Regions from separate parts of the Mus musculus genome. Here region 2 is linked to region 1. The links are chromatin contacts, called in public Hi-C maps. All regions are on one chromosome and are shown on one strand. The core of a region is the stretch at or near the end of the contact, and the rest is flanking DNA. Distances in the headings are between cores, read along the strand shown. Region 1 holds the start of Fgl2 (fibrinogen-like protein 2). Region 2 holds the start of Ccdc146 (coiled-coil domain containing 146).

Region 1 (7,621 bases), core at 1,828-4,327:
TTCCCAGAGGGGTACCGATCGTTGTCTCTGTCTGGGGTTGTGAAAAACCTCAGGTCATGGTTGTAGTGTCGACTGAAACGCAAGGCATCCCCTGCCGTGCCATTGTAGTTACCGATGTGTAATCGGTATTTGAGAAATTCATTAGCCACATAAAACTGATCATACAAGGCATAAAGTGTGAGACCATTAAAGTCTTCAAGATCTATTCTCAAAATCATTTCCTTACTCTTGGTCAGAAGATGAATTTTATCGTTGCCCAACCAAAATTCTCGTTCAAGGTTTCCAAAGCCGGCTTTGTAGTCTTTCCACTCTCTGGTGAAGTTGGTGCTGCCATCAAGGCGAGCCTGCAGCACCGTCCAGCCTCCACCCATGGTCTCCATGTCACAGTAGACCTCAAAGCTGCTGTTTCTGTGATCAGGGGTAACTCTGTAGGCCCCACTGCTTCTCCTTCCTAGCACGTAGTGGTCGGAACAATCTTTGTATATTAGATGTTGAACTGGAAGAGGGAGGAAGGAAAAGCATAAAAGCATGGGGATTTATTAGTCAAAGCTATGCACCTCAAGGACTCTCAGACTCAACAGCAATTGGACAATTCACTTGCGTTACAGTTTATGTGATAGAGGAACCTGGCTCTGATACACTCTCCTGAACCAGGCTAACAGATGCTAACTAAGGCCTCAGAACCAACTGGTGTTATCAAGTATACAGGACTGCCTTGAATGGCAATCCTGGTGGCAACACTAACAGCAAAGAGTAGTAAGAATAAGTGTATGCAAGGTTTAATGAGGGTCAATGACCTCCAGAAACTCTGCCAATCACTGTAACAGTTTTCACTGAACCCACACAGCAGCCTTACGACGTGGATATCACGGCCAGCTTGCTTATACAGTTACTTAGTCTCCCGGAAGATCAGGGAGTTTTCCCACCGCAACTAAGTGTTAAGTGACAGAGCTGGGACAGAAAGCCAGATGTACCTGACAGAGAGTTTTACTCTCATAACCATTATATTCCTCTGCCTTAACGTTGAGAGGAGTCCAAGTCTCCTAGGATACAATCAGCAATTGTTACAGCAGACTTTACAGAAATCGTTATATATGTTCTAAATGTCAGCCTTCAGTGCACAGCACTGTTCTGAAACCCATTCGTATTTCACCTGAGATTGACATAAAATGATTCCAGTTTTAAAAGGGAGGGGGGGGTTCTCCAATAATATGGCAATGTTATCCTGAATTTATTATTTAGGAAGGTATACAGTCAGCCAATATTTCACAGTTTGGTTTCTAGACGTAGCAGCAGGGTGATTATAATTATGCTCAGTGTAATCATTTGGTGGTTTTTGTAGAGATTAGAGACCAACTATTTGTTCCCAGTTAATTTTAATAAAATTTGAGTCAGGTAAAGAAAGTTCAATATAAGATTCCTGTAAAACACAATAATCTGTTTGCATGTATTTAGAACTCTGGAGAGTCCCAAGCTTTTAGGAGAAAAGTAGGTAACAGAATATTTTTGTGTCATTACAAGTTATATGCCATGTCATATTTAATATACACCTTGTGATGTCTCTTAAACATGAGTGTCTATCTTGGTCATTAGTGATAACATTCTATGACATGATGACCTACCATCTCTAGAGATTCCAAATGAAAGTTATCCCTACTATGTCCCATCGACCTCACAGTCAGGATGAACACAGAGGGTGTGGCAACCCATCCACAAAGGTCCTAGGAATCCAGGAATCCGGACACAGAAGGCTGTTAGGTCTGTGACCTTAAATAGTGTTAACATTCACTAACTGGAATGGTGAGGATGCATATGCACTAAGTCTCAACCCCCGAAGTTCTACACGTGTCCTCATCCCCACCACACACACACACAAAGAGAGAGAGAGGGAGGGAGGGAGGAGAGAGAGAGAGAGAGAGAGAGAGAGAGAGAGAGAGAGAGAGAGAGAGAGAGAAGAGAGAGGAGAGAGGAGAGAGAGAGGAGAGATGCTTCCATGTATAAAAATCTCCCATTCTCACTAGATATTTGAGAACCTAGCACAGCAGATTGTTTGTGAAAGCCTTATAAAGCCCATCAGCCACCCAAGATCTGATTCCCAGGGACCTAAGCAAGCAGAGCCAGGAACCTTGCCATACCTGTCCTGTGTTCAAATATGTGTTCAGATTCCGGGAGGAATCTGTTTCTGCTCGTCTGTTGGTCGACCTAGCAGGGAAGGTCTAGAGACTTGCAAGTGACGGTCTCTAACGAGTACAACTAATAGGATTTTTGTACGTGGATCATTTACCATTTCTGTTGTCTCATTTGAGAAAACACTTGTTTCTCCTGCCATAACTTAACAGGTGAAAGTCTGACTAACTTATGCTCCCTCGGGTTAATGTTTATGGCCACTATCTGGCTATACAGCTTTCATGAACAAACTGTATGACCCTCATTACACCTACCCGGCTGTGACTGCATGTGTTCTTGGCTGGGACACTTGGAACACTTGCCATCCAAACTGTTGACCACAACGGTTAGATTTGCCACTTTGTTGTCCACGTAGTTCTCAATGTTGTTCATATTTACCAGATGGAGCGTCTCCAGGCGCCCCTGCAGCCCCTGGATCTGGTCCTTTGCATTCTTCAGCTCTGAGGACAGCTTGTTCACCTGACTCTCCAGTTCCTGGACTCTACTGTCCTCGGCTGTCTCTGCTCCATTCCCTCCATTCCCGCCGGGATCTCGATGGTCGTCAGCCTGCAACTTACAGTCCTGGCAGGATTTCTTCAGACTGTCCACTGCTTCCTTGAGGGTCCGCACTTCTTTGAGCACCTCCTCCATGCTGCCAAGCTGCCGCGGGAGCTGGATGGTCAGCGTGGGCAGGGTGAGCTGGAAGGGGCACTGGCTCCCCTCGCACCTCCCGCTGCCCTCCAGCCTCGCGGGGCAGGCAGCCTGGGCGCTGGCATCCTCCAGCCCCTCAGTCAGGTTGTGCTCCTCCACCGCTCGGCAGGCAGCGAGGACGGCAGAACTCAGCCACAACCAACCAGGAAGCCTCATCCTTGCAGTGCGGCAGCCCAGCCTGACCAGGCGCTTTAATAGCCACCGCCGCCTGACTCAGGCGTTCTGAGTTCCCAGAAAAGGGCGGGCGCATTTGCATCACAGTCTCAGACGCCACACAGGAGGAGAGGGTCCTCAGCAAGCGCAGCCAGCCAAATGCTGTCATCTCCTGTCAGTCAAAACTATGCACAATAGAATGCCTGCCGTGGGTGCCACGCATTGTATTCAAGATTCACCGTCTGGGTTTTTAGTAAAGCACAAGGAAAGTCTTTTGTTTAAAAAACAGTTGTAATACCAGTGCCCAAAAGATACCATATTATATACTTGGTCCACTAGTGGGGAAAGAGTTGGAACGTCTAAATGTCTGTGAGCTTCTTCCCACTAAATGTCACCAAAATGGAAATGATTCTGTTTCCTCCCTAGTTTGGGAACCTGTTTTCTTTTTGAAGGCTAGACTTTGTGTGAACTCTTAAGTACTTAAAATTGCCCCTAATCAGAACAAAGGTCCGCTCTTTAAATGGATTCTCTGTGTGTGTCTCTCATCTGTTTGTAAAAGGGAAGAGAACTGGCAGAGAATACGGCTGTTTTCTCCTGACTGTGCAGGCTATGTAATCGTCAGTGGTTAAAACACTTGGAAGCACGTCACTCACACATCACAGGCAGTGGCTGTCCTTCCCCATCACTCAGCTCAGGAGCTGGGGGTCTCTCTTAAGTTCATTGTGCATACTGACCTCATAAGGTTTCTTATTAAAAGGGATTTTATTACTTAAAAATTATTTCAGCGTAACTGACACAGATAAACCCAAATTCTTTCTCTGTACTAGTTAAAGGCACTCTGTAATCTATCTCTTATTTATTTAGACTGGGTCTCAAGTAGCTCAGGCTGGCCTTGAACTCCTGATCTCTCTGCCTCTCCCTCCTAAACACAGAGATCACAGGTGTGTACCACCATGTCCAGTTCTCATATTTATATCTCTAACCAGATTTCCCAAGACTTTTCTCTACTGCCTCTTAATTCTAACTGAACTACTCTCTTCAAATTCTCAGAGCAGGGCAGGCAGGCGCACTTTCTATCTGAGAAGTCTGGAATGTTGGCCCTGGCACTGTCTCCAACTGGACATAACACGTATTGGCTTTGCTGAGCCTTCATGCCTGTTACCAGTGCACAAGGAATTTGAATATTTTTTTTCTCCTATAGAAATAACCTATACAGACTGAATGTGCAAAGGGGAAATGTGTGTATGAAGAATTTGTCAGACACGCCTTATGCCTTGTCTTACCGCACTCTCGGGCTCCTACTTTCCCTTCTCATTCCATCCCATGATATCCAAACCGATGTTAGACCCCATTTCACCCTGCCCTCCTTATCCTCTCTCAGGCCAAGGCACTGCCTTGATGTAAGGGAGAAGTGAATAGATGGGTAATTTCAAAGAGAGGAAGAATGACAGATTTAAGTTGTCTCGAAAAGTGGACCTGTATAGGATTAGATTCTGGCACCTTGTTAGCAAGCTCGGGTGCTAATCTCTGTTTACCAGTCAAGAACTTATTCCACTTACTGTATCGTCACCACCATGCTGCCACATATCTACAACATGCTCGCCAACACCTTGCTCATCCATCCATGGACTCATCATATTCTAGTGACCGTGTATTCTATATGAATACACAGCATTCTCCCGAGGACGTGGGCCACATTAGTAAACCTCCACCAACAACAGCACCACCAACACCAACACCACCACCACCAACAACAAATGCCTTTGCTGTTTTAGATACTGAAGGTCTCCTGTTTTCTTCATGACATCTCCCAGCCTGTACTTAGGACTTTCCAACGAAATCCTAAACCCGTTGTAAACAGGACAGAAGCACAGCTTTCTGACTCCTGACATGGGCTCATTGTTCATCTCTTTGAATGGGAGATTGGCTCTTGGGGTTTGTGGTTGACTCTTGAGTTTGCAGTACACCACCTAATTCTCAGAGTGAAAGTGAAAAGCCACTTTGTTTATCCATTTCCTTGGCACTGTCATATGATCTTCAGGATTTTCAACTTAAAAAAAAATCATTGTCCCCTGCTGGTGTGGTGACATCCACTGTAATCTCCTCTCTTAGGAGGCTGAGGCAGAAAGATCAAAGTTTCAAGGACAGCCTGAGCTACATACACAGCAAGATTCTGTCTCAAAATACAACAGATCATCACTGAGATAATCAATTTGTCCTTTGGCGCTTCTGTTCCTTCACTGATGGAGCATAGCATGGCCAACTATCTTCATTTCCTGTAGTTGTGGTAGACACACCCTACGAGTCAAGCTAGGACTATTGTGTTGGATGACTCAAAAACTGTACTCTGAGTATGCCCCTAAATGGTCCCGCAGATCTCAGAGTTCTTATGGTGTGGGTCTGAAATGCTCATGTGCCACCTGCTTGATCATCAGGGTGGCACTACTGGGATGCCCTGTAATCTCTGAGGTAGTCCTGGGCAAAGAAAGGTCTGTCTTTGAGTGGTTGGAAGTTTGCTGCTATAGGGCATCACAGGACCCCCAAGCTCTTATTTCTCCTTTCACTCCCAGCCATGAAGTAGATAGTTGTCACCATGCTATGCTCCATCAGTAAAGGGACAGAAGCCCCCAAAGGACAAATTATCTCAGTAATTTATTATAGCTATGGAACACTAACTCAGATTCCAAATAAATTGTATTTATTTTTATGTATATGAGTGTTTTGACTACACATATATCTGTGTACCATGTGTGCTCCTTGAAGGCCAGAAGAGAGCATCAGATACCCTGGAACTGGAGTTATAGATAGTGAGTCTCCATGTGGGTGCTGGGAATTGAACCCAGGTCCTCTAGAAGACTAGCCAGTGCTCTTAACTACTGAGCCATCTCTCCAGCCACACAAATAACTTTGGGTGAGTAGACAAACTTTCAAAGATGAAACCATAAATAACTGAGGACTATGCATTTTTATAAAATACTTGGCTTTAAATTCTTAGAAAGTTCTTTACATTTTAAGCTGGAATAATTAAATTCATTTTACCAATTTTACCACTTGCATTCCTTAGAGCTTTATTTTGTTTACATTTGGCATTTTGAATAATATATTAATACAGATGTATATATAATATATAACAAATGCATATATTTGTATGTCATACATAATATGTAATGTGTTATATAATCTATGTAACTTCGATTGTAGAATTTTGCTTAAAACATTATTTCAGTATTTTAGTTCATTGCCTAGTTATGGAAAAATGAAAATATCAAACTAATTCTGTGCTAGTGAATAAATTATGCAACATACAGGACTTCTGGGGGCCTGGCTTTCTACTCCTAGATATTCAGGATTAGAAGACTCCAAAACCTCTGAAATATATATTAGCATGTAAAGTTTTAATAAACGTAAAAGGTCACGTCCACTGCTGCTGATAACTAAGGAAACTGGAATAAATATTGTATGTTTAACAACCAGTGCTGAAACACCTAGGTGGTGCTTCTCCTAAGGCCTTCACTGGAAATATTTTTAGAAAGTTTTACAAATGTAACATTCTGAGGTGAAGCCCTGACTTACTGTGTTTCTGCTTTGATGTTTTCTGTCACTGGGGCTGCGTCCTGTCACCTACTCACTGATGATCCTTATCATAAGCTGTGAAACTTCCCAACTCGTTTCTCCCCTCAGCCTGTCTGTCTCCGTGGCTTGTCACCTCTCCTGCCCCTATATTTGTCACAGAACTGTTCTGATTGTGTTTACATGAATGATACGGGTGTGGATCCTGGTCCTGGATCAATGAATCAATTGCAGTGATGGCCACTGCAGACAAAAATATAGACACAAGTTTTATCAGTCACATGTAAATTTAAAGTAAATACCTTGTTACTAAGATCATCTCAGAAGATACCTAGATGTGAGAAACAGAGCATTGTGATTTTAGTCAGTGAATCTTAAGGCAGAATGTCTGCTGACTCTCAGGCCCTTAACAGCATCTTGGTGGCTATGCTTGGCATTGTCACCTGGCATGGGGGGGAAGGTCACCTTAGAGATCTCCTTTACAGGTGAGCCTAAGTGTCTGCCCAGTCTCTGGTGTCAATAGAAAAGATGATGCCTGTGTGTGTTTTCAGACGCTCATTTCCTCCACAGGGCTCAGCACTAATCTTGGAGATAAAGGACTTTAAAAAGAAAGAAGATGAAACAAACAAAAATGGATGCATTGCTGAGTTCCTGGTGGGGTGGGCAGTGGCTTAAAGTTGGGAGCAATGATTTTCAAGCCCGAGTCAGGTTTGGGTAAAAGTGATTTAGCCTTTAAGTGAGGTTCACTGAGCACACCCTCCCTGTATGTCCCTGGCTCCATCCACCATGTCAGCTTTAGCACCACTATTTAAATAATTGTTTTGTTTTCAATTTTGTACACCTCTCTCTCTCTCTCTGTCTCTCTCTCTGTCTCTCCCTCTGTCTCTCTCTCTGTCTCTCTCTCTCTCTCTCTCTCTCTCTCTGTCTCTCTCTCTCTCTCTCTCTCTCTCTCTGTGTGCATCTGTGAATGCAGGTACCTTTGGAACCCAGAAGACACTATCTGGAGCTGGAGTTAGAGGTG
Region 2 (7,621 bases), core at 2,487-4,986, 52 kb before region 1:
AACACATGAAACTCAAGAAGAAGGAAGATCAAAGATACTTCGCTCCTTCTTAGAATGGGGAACAAAATACCCATGGGAGGAGTTACAGAGACAAAGTTTGGAGCTGAGACAGAAAGAAGGACCATCCAGAGACCGCCCCACCCTGGGGATCCATCCCATATACAACCACCAAACCCAGACACTATTGCATATGCCAGCAAGATTTTGCTGACAGGAGCCTGATATAGCTCTTTTTTGTGAGGCTATGCCAGTGCCTGGCAAATACAGAAGTGGATGCTCACAGTCATCTATGGGATGGAGCACAGGGCCCCTAATGAAGGAGCTAGAGAAAGTACCCAAGGAGCTAAATGGGGTCTGCAACCCTATAGGAGGAACAACAATATGAACTAACCAGTACCCCCCAGAGCTGTGTCTCTAGTTGCATATGTAGCAGAGGATGGCCTAGTTGGCCATCAATGGGTGGAGAGGCCCTTGGTCTTGCAAAGATCATATGCCCCAGTACAGGGGAATGCCAGGGCCAGGAAGCGGGAGTGGGTGGGTTGAGGAGCAGGGCAGGGGGGGAGGTTATAGGGGGCTTTGGGGATAGCATTTGAAATTTAAATGAAGAAAATATCTAATAAAAAAAAAGAAGAAAAAACAAAACAAAAAAACCCCGAGTGATAAGGAGAATTAAAGCCACAATATTGTGGATAAATAAGAGTGTATTTAAAGAAAATTTGGAAAATAGGGATTGACCAGGTGGCCTTCTCAGCTGTAATTTAAAGTGTCACTTTAGATATCTCCTTATAAAAACAAAATAATTGCTGGGCACTACAGTGCACGCCTTTTATCTCAACATTTAGGAGGCAGAGGCAGATGGATCTCTGAGTATAAAGTCAGCTTAGTCTACACTGAGTTCCAGGATAGCTAGAGCTCTGTAAAGGGATTCTGTCTCCAAAAAAAAAAAAAAAAAAAAAAAAAACCAGCAATAACAAAATATTAAAGAGTGACTACGACTATGCAATTGCATTAATATTAAATTTCCCTTAAGCTGGAGTACAGAAACAAAAACTACTGTCATGTGACCTTGGTTGATCAAACACTGACCAAAGTCATTTGGTGAAGGAAAGGGTTTATCTCCTAACTTACGGTCCATCACGCAGTGAAGTCAGGACAAACTCAGGGCAGAAACTGAAGAGGAGATCACAGAGAAATACCGCCTTGCTCTCCAGGAGTCTCTCAGCTTGCTTTTTTTTTTTTAATATAACCCAGGGTCAACCCGTGTGGTTGGGCCCTCCCATATCAACCATTAGTCAAGAAATGCTTCTTGATTAATGCAGACTTGCCTACAGGCCAATCTGACAAAGGCATTTTCTCAATTGAGGCTCCTCTCCCAGGTGATTCTAGGTGTGTCGCGCTCACTACAAACTAACCAGCACAATTATGTTCCCCAAAGCGCGTTGTTGGGACCCACTGCCACAACTTTAATCATTACAGTATAAGTGCCCTCCACTGCTTGGCACTGGGTTAAATCAGCAACATGCACTGAGAGGAACTGAGAGTGCATGAAAGCCATGCACTGACACAAGCAGAACTGCCTGCCCACCTGAGCCTTGTCATATGGCAGGAAACAAGGCAGAGCTGACAACTATACAGGTAAGCGAAGGGATGCTAAACACACTCTGTTGCTGGGAAGGAGGGCGGGGAATTAAGGTTAACACAGGAGTAGTAATGGGACATCCACTGGGACACTCTATCACAAGCTGGAGGAACAACTATCAATAAAATCAGCGATGTAGATTTGAGGGGCCTATGGAATCGAGGCAGTACCCTGAAAATAAGCCCCTGGCTTTAAAAAGAAGCAGTGAGGTAATTTGGGATCGCTGGGAGAGGTAATACCCATCTCAGAGAGGCTGTTTTAAGTTTTGCCTCTCTCTCCTTTGACTCCCATTTTATTCTGCACTGTGGTAAAGCCCCACCGGCACTTCAGAGTATTAAAATTTGGAGGCACTGTCTCTTATTCATTTAGGCTAGTTAGAAGTTGAGAAGCAACGAAGCCTAACAGCTCACATCCTAGCCCTGCCTACTTGTATTTAAGGTGGAAAGACACCTAAGGAAGCAAATTTCATAATGTCACCACGCACGGGGCCTTTGTTTGTTCAGTCACAGTATGTATCTTATACTTCCTTTACTTCAATGTCCTCATCTGAAACGGTGACAAAAGCATCCACCCTACCGAGCAACTGTGAGGGTTAATATAAAATAATTTTAGAAGAGGTAAACGGTGCTATTGCTATCATCAGCAACACCATCCTTCAGTTCCAGGAAGAATGAGAGCCCCAGAACCCTTTCTAGAAAAGTATGTGTGCTCAGCGGTTTGCATCTGGGAAATAAAATAACGGGACTCAGATGCCTAAGAAATACGTTTTGCAGGTACTATTATGAATTTCCCCAGACAGTCTTAACTATGTGTCTTGCTTCAAAGTTTGTATTCGCAGAGAATTTACTTATGCCTAAATGAATAGACATCTACCAACCTGGGTACCTGTTGGAAAGCAAGGTTTTTTGTTCGTTTGTTTTTGTTTTTGTTTTTCTAGATTAGCTGGAAGCATCTATACATAGAGCTGACGAGGGACCAGAGCCCCGAGATGTGGGCTACCAAACCACTGGATAGTTATCAAGAAACCTCAACCCTGAACGATGCTAATGACTGTGATGCTAATGGCTCCACAATGTAATTAGACTCAGATTATTCCAATACAAGCTTCCACTCGGCTTTAATTTTCCTCCTTAATTGGAAACCCAACGCTTAAACACTATTAGTTTTGTGACCCAAACCCTTTTTCACTTCACTTGCCAAATTTGACGGGCGCGTTCACCTCCACCGACGCCTGGGGGTCGATGTCGTCCGACAGAATGGCCATCTCCTGCCGATCAGCATCATACTTGACCTGCAGGCTGTCCAGGCCGCGCGCCACGTGCTCCACGCCGCACACCGCCACCTGCACGCGGTCGCCATCCGGGTGCGCAAGGGGATCCAGGGGCCTCACGGCCAGGTGGCAAGGGAGCCGCGCCCTCAGTCGCCCAAACGGGCTCACCTGCAGCGTCCACTCCCTCAGAGCCCCACGCGCCAGGCCGGCCCCAGAGTCATCGGGCGCTGATCCCTGCCGCTGCGCCCCACTGGAGCCGCAAGTCCGAGCCCCGAGAGCTCCGACCAAGGCGCCCGCCCGCACTCGGGACGCGCAAGGAGGGAGGCGGCCGAACATGCTCTCCCTTGGAACGCTTCAGCCTTGGCTCGCTGGTCCCGGGACCACAAGAACCACGAGCTGCCTCGGGTCAGTCACGAAGGGGACAGCATGCACGGCTCCGCCAAGGAAGAACGAGCCAGGCCCCCAGCACAGTACTTAACGCCTTAAATCCCGGTAGGAAAGTTAAAACTTCAAAGAGCCTAGTTGAAACCCTGACCTGGACAAGTCACCTATTTCCGCCCCTTTGGCGGAGGCCATCGGGATATGTAGTTTTAAAGGAGCCAAACATCAAGGTGTTCTGGTAACTGTGAAACTACATATCCCAGGAGACAGTGCGCTGAATACACAGACTGACAGCCGATTGGTAGAGGAGCCCCCGCTCCCCCCTCGTTGCTTTCCCGTTGCTTCAAGCCCATTGGCCAAGAGAGCAGAGAAAGAAAAAAAGTTAATGTAACTGACCAATAGGAAGAGTAGAAGGGACGGGATAAACTCAGCTGTGGTTACTTTGGATACCAAGGACGCGACTCTTAGGAGAGGGTGAAGTTTTGAAGTGAGACCCCAGGGACCAAAACACACGGAGAAAAATAAGAGTTTAAACAAGGATCAGGACCAAAAGAAAGGGTAAGAAACAGCATGTTTATAGATGGGAATCAGATTCAAAGTTAGGAATACTTTCTTTAGGTAGTTAGAACCAAAGGTCACCAAACTAATGTGGATTCCCTGGGAATAGAGAATCCCCCTCACAAGAGACCTTAGCATGAGAGGACAGACACGTTCTGTTGCTTTCTCCCTTCTCTGTCCTTTAAGGGAACTCCCACTTAGGTAAAAAATACTAGATAGAAAAAGTGTTAGAAGCCAGGTATGGTGGCGCACGCCTTTAGTCCCAGCACTCAGGAGACAGAGGCAGGTGGATTTCTGAGTTCGAGGCCAGCCTGGTCTACAGAGTGAGTTCCAGGACAGCCTGGGCTATACAGAGAAACCCTGTCTCGAAAAAGAAAAAAGAAAAAAAAGGAAAAGAAAAAGTGTTAGAATTCTGGCTCTTTCTTAACTGTAAGTAGTAATCTTAGGCCAGTCATTGGATGCCTTTGGGTTTTACTATTTGCTTATAAAATGATGACACTATCTTCCTTGTCTTGTGTAGAAGTTTTTTTTTTCGTTTTTACCACATTTATCAAATGAAACAATGGACAACAAAGCAGTGCACAGTATACAAAACAAAGTATTTTAGGAATGGCATATGTCTACGTTGCTAAGAGATTTGGAGACATTTGAACTTGGTTAGAGGACAGTCTTGATCTCTTTCCCTGCAACTGGTCCTTGGCCTTAATGGTAAAATAAAATCTCTCTCTCTCTCTCTCTCTCTCTCTCTCTCTCTCTCTCTCTCTCTGGATCATAAGACTTGTTAGGGGATGTCAGAATTTTTTCCTGGTCCTGTTGTATTATCTATGGCACAAGAAATGTTTCTTCAGTTTTGATATAAGACAGACTGTGCTAAATAACTCTATAAGTTAACTCTTTTTTTTATTATTCAGTAGGCAGTAAAGATAATGGGAAATGGGGGGTGTGGACATTATTTCAGCCATATTTGCCTATTCTTCTCCCCATTCTACAAATAATTCCCTAAATTCCTTACATACAGATTTAACTAATTGCAAGTCCAGTGTGATGGTGTTCACTTGTAAGTTTTCAGAGTTTGGGAAGCTGAAGCAGAAAGATCTCAAATCTGAGGCCCACCTGGACTATATACGGAGAACGTTGTGACAAATAAAATACACAATAAGTAAATAAAATGATACCTTTAAAGATCAAAACTCTCAGCCAAATATGGGACCCCAATTCTTTGAACCTGAAGTGACAGATGGATAGATAGACTAGGCTAAAGTCCTCCCCAGCGTCCATGTTGTTCTCTTAGTGAAGACTATGGTAGTGGTGGTGGCAGTGACAGCCCTGCCCTGCTGTCAGCCATCTGAGAAGAAGGCCCCTATCCTTGAGGACCTCCACCAAGGTGAAACCTGTCCTTGACTTTGCTGGAAAAAAAATGTTGGGAGAAGCTAATGTGAAAGAGGGTTGATTTAAAATAGATTTTAAACAAGGGTTTAAGAGCACAGGGGTTGCTAGAGGTGACTGATCACACAGGGAGAGAAAGAGACACACCCAAGAGCACAGGTGTAAGCTCCCTTGAGCTTGCCCTAAGTGACTTAGCAGAAGTGCTCCAGAGTCACTCTTTTGCTGACTCTCATGTTATGCCTCAAAGGATTTCTCTAAGAAACTTCTTTAAAACCTTTCTCTTCTTCTTCTTTTTCAATAAGTGAGATTATAGGATTACTCTAGAGATGTCTTGGATTGGGTTACAGTCCTAAAATAAAACTGTGTGTCACAAGAATTGTAAAAGGGAATTAAAACATGTCCTTTACTAGAAGTAGGGTTTTGGGTAAGATTTCTAGAAAACTGTTGGTTTATAGCTGAGAAAGAAGAAAGAACACATATATTTAGGCCTTACATGTGATCCATTGCTCCTTCAACAATGTAACTTGAAAGTATCACTATGTAAGAGACTGGTGATCCTCATCGATAATGTTGACAGCTGTGTTAGAACTCTTCATCTTCAGCTGGTGAGACACACTGGTCAGGCTCTGGAATGAGGGCTCCTTTTATTCCCAGTTCTCCATCATGTTCCCGTGTTTCTCTCCTGCCTCAGTAGGCTATAAGATAGACTTTATGATAAGCAAGTGCTCACTCAGTGAGTAGCGCCATTGGCTTTGTGTCCCATGTGGACGTACGTACTCAGACGAGCCTTCAAGTTATCTTTTTTAAATGAAAACCCAAGAGTCATACTTTGACATTTGAAAGAGGCACAAGCAAGTTGAAACTGCGCTCTGATTTGCTGTGGACGTGCTGCATATATTTGGGCCGAATATGCATCCTTAATAAATCATCCTGTTCCTATAGTCACTTTTCCTTTTCTGAGGAAAAATAACTTAATAGAACTGACAACTGAGCCATCATGATATCTGTGACACGGTCATTATTTCATTACTTTCAAGCAAAGGAACTAAAACGTACTGAAAGACTACCTTCCTGCTTTTATGAGGGTGGAACCCGAGAATCTGGTAGAGATTAAGAGTGACGTAAGATATTAGTTACCAATGCCTAACAAGCTAGTCAGTATCAAACTTGTCTACCTGTAAAAGTGAGTGATATAGTTTTCAAAGTATGTTCCCGTGTACCATCTCACGGTTTTCTCACAAAAAGCTATTAAGAAGGATAGTTATTCTTCTCCCTGCATGACAGCTGAAGAAACAAGATTCAGAAAAACAAGATGAAGCCATTATGACCCCCAAAACTGTGGTTCTGGGGGGATGAGAGCATTAAATTACAAATGTACAAGATTTTTTTGTTTTGTAGGACTACTTATTAATAAATTATTTCTCTGCTGGTGAGATGAGCCAATTCAACCCAGATTAGATTATATTAAATTCCGGTTTATTGCTCTTGGGTGGGCAAGTTCATTGACCCCAAGGAAGGGGGAGAGAGGGAAAGAAAGAGCACACACACACACACACACCACACACACACACACACACACACACACACACAAACACACACACACACACACACACACACACACACAGAGAGAGAGAGAGAGAGAGAGAGAGAGAGAGAGAGGAAAATGTCTGGATTATATAGGGAAGAGCCCCTGGGGGAAGGGCAGCCCAGCCCCTGGGCTGCAAACTTCAGGGGTGGAGGCAGGATATGCCAGGAAGGGACTGAGGGATGTTGGGAGAACCTGGAGGCCACATCTGCTTTGATATGTTAAAATATGCACCTCACTCCCTTGTCTTGGAGTCTGAAGCCAAACACTTAAAAGAGTTTGAAATAATTTAAAAATCTAAGTGCCCCTAAATGAGAGAGTAATGCTTAAATAAATTTTATATTTGTAATATTATAAAGAAATCTAAAAATAATATCCTGAAATAATCCATAATATAATATTGGGTAATAGAGTACTTAGTAACCTTTGTGTATTAGTTCAATCTCAATTCTGTAACGGCAATAATATATTTAATATAGAATTACATCACAGAAACAATTCCAGAAGGATGCACACCACCTTATAATGATGGCTATCTATCTCTAAGCCACGAGGTTAGATGATTACATCATTTGCATGTTATCAGTAGTGATCATGTTTGGCATTTTTAATGAAGAGAAACAGTAAGGCCTTCTTAGTGTGTACTGTTGCCTAAGGCTGTCTTAGAAATGTAGGGAATTTCTTAGCATCCAAACATAAATGCAGTTGTGTAGAGAATCTCCTACCAAATCAATGTGAAAGGTGGTGACTTTGTTATTACTTTATGTTCAATTCATGGACAGCAGAGGGCAGAAGAGTTTTC

What was found. A called contact is a pair of places that touch in the nucleus more often than the background predicts.
Region 2: a Hi-C map of centrocytes shows a contact between it and region 1, with 1.7 times the contacts expected there. The contact joins the promoter of Ccdc146 here to the promoter of Fgl2 in region 1. A contact is called at or near these places in 12 of 39 promoter capture datasets (the 3T3-L1 cell line, 3T3-L1-derived adipocytes, the HPC-7 cell line and 7 more), 3 of 15 datasets of contacts at CTCF or cohesin (CD8 T cells, large pre-B cells and pro-B cells), 75 of 484 Hi-C or Micro-C datasets (the 63-12 cell line, B cells, B-cell progenitors and 50 more), 15 of 115 datasets of contacts at active chromatin or transcription factors (CD8 T cells, the HPC-7 cell line, bone marrow-derived dendritic cells and 8 more) and 6 of 9 other capture datasets (adipose tissue, bone marrow-derived macrophages, embryonic stem cells and 3 more).

Annotation. Positions count from the first base shown.
Region 1 is chr5:21,368,129-21,375,749 of GRCm38.p6, reverse strand. Fgl2 (fibrinogen-like protein 2) reads right to left here and starts at 3,077. Exons shown (of 2, transcript NM_008013.4): 1 at 2,442-3,077; 2 at 1-496. The coding sequence starts at 3,033. The region is part of intron 2 of Ccdc146 (coiled-coil domain containing 146); the gene reads left to right.
Region 2 is chr5:21,420,792-21,428,412 of GRCm38.p6, reverse strand. It overlaps Ccdc146 (coiled-coil domain containing 146), which reads left to right and starts at 3,736. Exons shown (of 19, transcript NM_029195.1): 1 at 3,736-3,848. Fam185a (family with sequence similarity 185, member A) reads right to left here and starts at 3,510. Exons shown (of 8, transcript NM_177869.4): 1 at 2,837-3,510. The coding sequence starts at 3,245.